Linked DNA regions of Sus scrofa: region 1 is linked to region 2. Evidence: chromatin contacts called from public Hi-C data. All regions are on one chromosome and are shown on one strand. The core of a region is the stretch at or near the end of the contact, and the rest is flanking DNA. Distances in the headings are between cores, read along the strand shown.

Region 1 (2,961 bases), core at 352-2,851, 65 kb after region 2:
CACCATGCTTTAAATTACTTGGTTATTTCTCTCTGTCTCTCCCACTGGACTATACACACCTACACGAGAGGGAACAGGGTTTGTTTGTGTATTTTCTCCCAAATGCCTAGCACAGTGCCTTTTCCATAGAAAACACTCAAGTAACAGGTATGGGAAAAATATGGCCAGGAAAACTGATTCCTCTTGAGCTCTCATGAGCTATGCTGAGTTCTTTGTTTCCAAAAACCCATGTGTTTCCCAACATATAGAGGAAGAGGAAGGATACTAATAGAATAAAATATGATAAAGTCTTTTGTAAACTTGGAAGCTTTGTTCCCAGATTCCTGTCTTAACTCACAGTATGATTTTTTTTTTCATCTCCCCAAAAAGTGCTCTAGCATTTCTGAAAAATAGTAGAATGTGGGAAAAGTTAAAGTCACTTAAAAAAATTTTTTTGGTAACACTTTTGATTATGTCACATCGTTTGTCACAGAAGGGCATTTCTATCAATTCCAGTTATTCTTATGTGGCCTTCTTCCACCTGCGTATAGAAAATGTGTCTCCAAACTCTCACATTTTCAAGGTATTTTTATACCTTCACACAATGAACACCATGACACAAGTCAGTCTACAGGCTGGCTTGAAATTTTTCATTGCTGAGATTCTGAGAAATGTTCCTGACATAACTCGCCTCAGAGACAATCAACCCAGCAACACCCCAAATCTCAGGAAACAAGTTGTTCCTTGGGAACAAGTATCATGGACAGTTCTACCCTTGCTGGCATTGGCTGTCGAGTTCAATTCCTAAAGTTGTTTTTAAACCTGGGCTGGACCTTACTGATGGAGAAAGACTATGACATTATACACAATTCTAGTTGCTTTTCCTACCTAGGTTATTCTCTTCTCCTAAATGACAAGTCCTTCTACCATCTGACCCATGGTGCACATTTATCCTGTATCTTATTTCCCGGTGCCAACAATAGATTAAAAAAAATGCATGCTTAATGGCAACTGTGAAACCAAATTCTGAAATCACAAGCACAAATATTCTACCAGATGAGTCTACACCCATTCCATATTCTCCCTAAAGCCTCAGCCGTGAAAGGAGTGCCCAAACAAGCTGGGTGTCACAAGATTGTTATCCAAGCAGAGGCATCACCTCGATGAATTTTCCACAGACTAAAATTTGGCCCGCGGCCTTGCAGGCTTGGAAACCTGATCTGTCAGCAAAGCTGGAGCGAAGTCACATCTTAGAGGGGGACTTACAACTCAAAGAGGACGGAACACCAGAGTGATGTTGAGATGCAAACATATTAATTTACAACGAGAACCATAAAAGTCAGGTGGACTAAAGCACTCCTGGGACCAGCCAGTACATTCTCTTGCTGTGAACAGATGTGGATGGAAAGCCAGGTCATAACCAGAAGGTTACTTGGTGACAAAAAAGTGGAACAAAGGGAATAAACATGAAATAAATCAGATTCTACTTCTGCAGCTCCCTGACCCATCCTAACATTTCACACTAGAGACAGGTAATCCACCAAGCAGCTAAGGACCCACATCTCTGGGGTAGTGCTGGCTGGAAACTGCAGACTTGCCTGGGTGGCTAATCAAGCCTTTCTGGTCCATAGAATTTCCTTTAGATCTGTTCATGTCTATTTCTGGGAGATCCTAGGGGAACATCTCCTCTTTCTGTCAGTGCTATTGAAAGGGATCAGCAGATTCATTCCTCCTTATTTTCTTTCCCTTTTTATTTTTTGTTGTCATTCTTTCTTTTCTATTCATACCATCACCACAACTGAACACATCCAGGCCCTCATCTCCTTATGTCAGGAGCCTAACTGGTCTACCTATCTCAAACCTGTCCCATTGTCCAATTCCAGAGACCGCTAGGATATAAATTGACTTTAAATTAACATTTTATATGTGTCTCTTTCCATTTTCCCACGTTTACTGACACCAAACACTCTCAGCAACTCCTACTGTCTTCAAAGTAACGTTCGAGGAGTTCCCGTCGTGGCGCAGTGGTTAACGAATCCGATTAGGAACCATGAAGTTGCAGGTTCGATTCCTGCCCTTGCTCAGTGGGTTAACGATCTGGCGTTGCCATGAGCTGTGGTGTAGGTTGCAGACGCGGCTCGGATCGCAAGTTGCTGTGGCTGTGGTGTAGGTCGGCGGCTACAGCTCCGATTCGACCCCTAGCCTGGGAACCTCCATACGCCGCCAACAGCTACAGCTCCGATTCGACCCCTAGCCTGGGAACCTCCATACGCCGCCAGAGCGGCCCAAGAAATAGCAAAAAAAAAAAAAAAAAAAAAAAAAAACAACCACACAAAGTAACATTCAAATTGCTTAACCTGATGTTCAAACTCTTTCCAATCTGTGCCCCAGTTGATTGTCATTTTTCTATCACAAGTCAAATATATTGTCTCTGGATATCCTATGTACCCCTCTGACTCCTGCTTCTGCTTATTTTTGGGATCTGGGGGTCAACTTAAGATCTGTCTCCCCCAGGAAAATATCTCCGAAGGTCCAAATCTGAAATTGACTTTTCCATTCTTTAGACTCACTTGGCATTTAGTATATCTGGAAAATAATGATTAAATGTAGATACACCCATCTTCCTCGATCTGAATAACTTACTTAAAGTTGGGAACAATATATTTTGCTTTTTTTGCTTTTTTATATCCTGTTTCTTCAGTGCCTTCACATCAGGGTGCTCAATAAAACATGCTTAGAACTGACCTTGTCTACTTGTAGGTAAAGCTACTAAACCTTCCTCAGAGCCTAAGATAGAACTTGAAAGTGTGACCCTTAGCTGAAGAGGGGAGCTTCCTCTTAAAGTGTCCATGGGATATCAGTCACATGTGGCTTCTTCCAGGTCCTTAGAGTGGCTTCATAAAACCAGGGTCATCCCCCTACCCCCGCCACATCCTCACTTGCTCTCCACACATTTCGATATTATAGTTGGAGACACCTTTC
Region 2 (2,878 bases), core at 312-2,811:
AGTATCATTTAAGGACATTGTTACCCATGTATCTAGAGTCTCCAGAGACCACATATTTTTATAATGGAGGCTTTGGGCTATTTCTGTCGCAATGCCATGCGGAAAGATGGTGCAGCAGCCTGTGAAACCTTGGCAAGTTTTCCCAGCAGGGCATGGATGCAGGGGGTGTCCTCCCCCTTCCCTAGAGTCCACACAATATGCCAGGAACCCCTCAAGCTGACCAAATGCGTTACTTTGGGAGAAATTACAAGAGGGAACAGACAAGGAATAGAAAAAAAAAAAAAAAAAGGCAAGTGTTAAATATTATTTAAAGATTTTTTATTTTAAATTACAATTTATGTTATTGTAGATGTGTCTGAATAGGAGTTAACTGATGAATAAAACATCTTCAAATTTTAGAAAATTTTCTAAGCATATTTTGCTGAAAATGTCACCCACCAAAATATAGAGATCCAAAGGCAATAACTATGTATGAGAGCAATGTTCTCTACCTCGAATTATGGAACTTTAAACCATAAACATATTGTCTTCTAGAGCACGAAATGAACTGCTGATACTATGTGGCTATGTTGGTGCGTTGCTGGCTATCAGAAGACAGTACCAAAGCATCGTTCCTGCACTTTATGAGTACACAAGGTAAAAGCAGTTCCTCTTCTAGTGTGAATTGAGAGAACTGCCTCTCACTGAGATGGTTAGTATCCAAGTGTATCACAGAAGCAGCAACTACATTTTACTGGCATCCATTTATTTACCAAGCATGTGCTTCCTATTAATGCAGAAATAAACAGTATGAACTAGCAGTGTATTCAGGTGTAAAGAACAGAGATCCTGATTCTCGCTGAGACATGAGGGTTTCTTGGTTTTATGTCAAGACACTTGAGGTAGGCATTCCAGGGCTGATTCCATCAAGGGTCTGGATTCTTCCCCTCTCTCCACTCTGATCTTCTTGGCTTCTTTCTCTTGCTTGAGTGACCCAAGGTTTTCAGGTGGCTTCTAGCCCTTTGTGTGTTATGTCTACATTTGAAGCAGGAAAGAGGTGGGAGAGAGCACAGAGGGCAGGACCCTTTTCTTCCTTAGGGCTAGTTTGCCCACAGCCCACTAGCCAGAACAGTGTAACCCTACTTTTAAAAGAATATGAGAAACTGGGTTTTTTAGCTTTCTCATCTCTACAGTAGAAAAATGCAAAGTAAAGAGGGTCTGTGAGTGGCAAGTAATTATTTTATATTCAGGTATAACCTACCTGCCAAACTCCTGTATCTTCTCATAGCTTGCTGAACATCAGCCGTTGTGCTTACAACTTGTCATACTCAAAAATAAAACCCAGTGCCTTCCCTGAAAAACTGTTTCCAAGTCTGCTAGTTCACTAAATGGCAGAGTGGGTTATACTTAAAAATGCTGAGTCTCTGCTTTAAGCAGCATTAAACAGCTTTTCCGAGTCCCCTCCATGTGGGCAAAAGGTTCTGAGAGAAACAAAGCTTGCTCCTTGCTAGCTTCTCCCTCTTGTCCAGGCGGAGGTCTTGTGGAGCTGTGGCTCTGCCCTCTGGAGCAGAGCAGAGCGTAGTAGGAATTCACACGGTCAGGAGAAATCTATGCAGGAGCATTGCCACGAATAGAAAGTAACTTCTAACAGTATTAAAATAGACCAACAGTTGGATGTGTCACATGGAATTAATAATATTCAAGGCGATGTGTTAGCTCTCTCTGACTTTGGTAATGATGAAAGAGAGAAGATGGTCCTTTGAAACAATACCACGCATACAAGAAGGCTTTGTATTCATAAGGAAGGAGAGATTTGAGAGGATGTGACGAGTTAGAAATGCGTTAGTTTAGGATGAGGAACTCAAGCTCCAGAACTTTCAAGTCCTCTCTTTACTTCTCTGACAGCTGTACCCATTGTCCTGCCTGGCTGCTTAAGCTGATATCCCCAAACCACTCACATCCATTCCCCAGCTTGTTCTATCTCCTGCTCTCATCTCCTTCTCTTTTTCCTTCCACGTGGATGTCCAGCAGCTCCCTCCACTCAGATAAGCCCTGCACTCAAAGTTAAAACCATCTTCCTCCTCAAACCTATTCCTTCTCCTGGGTTCTCTCTTTCTTCTGATGTCGTTATGTTTCTGTTGTCCAGAATTAAGTGCTCAGGGTCAGGATTTAGTGCTTTTCTTCACTGTCAGCAGCCACTGATTTAGTAAATCCCCACATCTACTTGTTTTCTCATTTCCTGTAACCCCATAGTTGCTGGCCCCACTAACTGTCACCTGTGGTAGCCCTTCCTGTGGTCACCTTGCCCCTTTCCTCCCTATTACACCCCCTACTGCTGAGCAGGTAACATTCTCAATCCTTAATCTGACTTTGAAATTCCACAGAAATTGGAGTCCATCCTTGTCACCCACTGTGTCCTTTTACATGTTTAGCCAAACTGAACTACTTGTAATTTCCTGTACATCTGAAAGCTTTTCACTAATATTTTTTCACTGTGTTCTCTCCACTTATTTACCGTGGTTTTCCCCTCCACTCTTTAATAATACTCTACATACACTAGATCATCAAAAACTACTGGAAAAATTTTGTTTGGGAAGTTTGGGGGGTTTGAGGGGTATGAGCCACCCATGTCCTTGCATGGCCTGCAATAAACCTTTCTCTGCTTTTATAAAGCAAGCAAACAAAAACAAAATAAAAACGAAAAAACTTCTGGTCAGGTAAATTACTGTCAAGTGGAAAATTGTAGACAGGGAAGTCATATTAAAGAATTTATTTTGGAGCTATGCTACATTATCTATAAAAAAATTTAAGTTCAGTAATTTGAGGTTGAAAAAAGCAAGGTATCACCTGATTTGAAATAATATTCCTAAAACATTAGAGATATGTGGGGGCAAGGGGT

The links. A called contact is a pair of places that touch in the nucleus more often than the background predicts.
Region 1: a contact with region 2 is called in a Hi-C map of skeletal muscle, with 2.0 times the contacts expected there. The contact joins two enhancer-like sites. A contact is called at or near these places in 4 of 47 Hi-C or Micro-C datasets (epiblast stem cells, fetal skeletal muscle, psoas muscle and 1 more) and 1 of 2 datasets of contacts at active chromatin or transcription factors (skeletal muscle).

The regions. Positions count from the first base shown.
Region 1 is chr15:38,752,975-38,755,935 of Sscrofa11.1, forward strand. All of the region lies in intron 2 of ASB5 (ankyrin repeat and SOCS box protein 5), which reads right to left. Among named protein-coding and RNA genes, the nearest start is that of ASB5, 12 kb to the right of the region's middle. Within about 2 kb of position 1,602, at least 2 of the 83 cell types and tissues checked have an H3K27ac peak or open chromatin away from gene starts, as enhancers often do. A contact at or near this core is called in fetal skeletal muscle and skeletal muscle, where this site is marked.
Region 2 is chr15:38,687,705-38,690,582 of Sscrofa11.1, forward strand. It overlaps WDR17 (WD repeat-containing protein 17), which reads left to right. Exons shown (of 31, transcript XM_021075880.1): 29 at 535-636. Among named protein-coding and RNA genes, the nearest start is that of SPATA4, 17 kb to the right of the region's middle. Within about 2 kb of position 1,562, at least 3 of the 83 cell types and tissues checked have an H3K27ac peak or open chromatin away from gene starts, as enhancers often do. A contact at or near this core is called in fetal skeletal muscle and skeletal muscle, where this site is marked.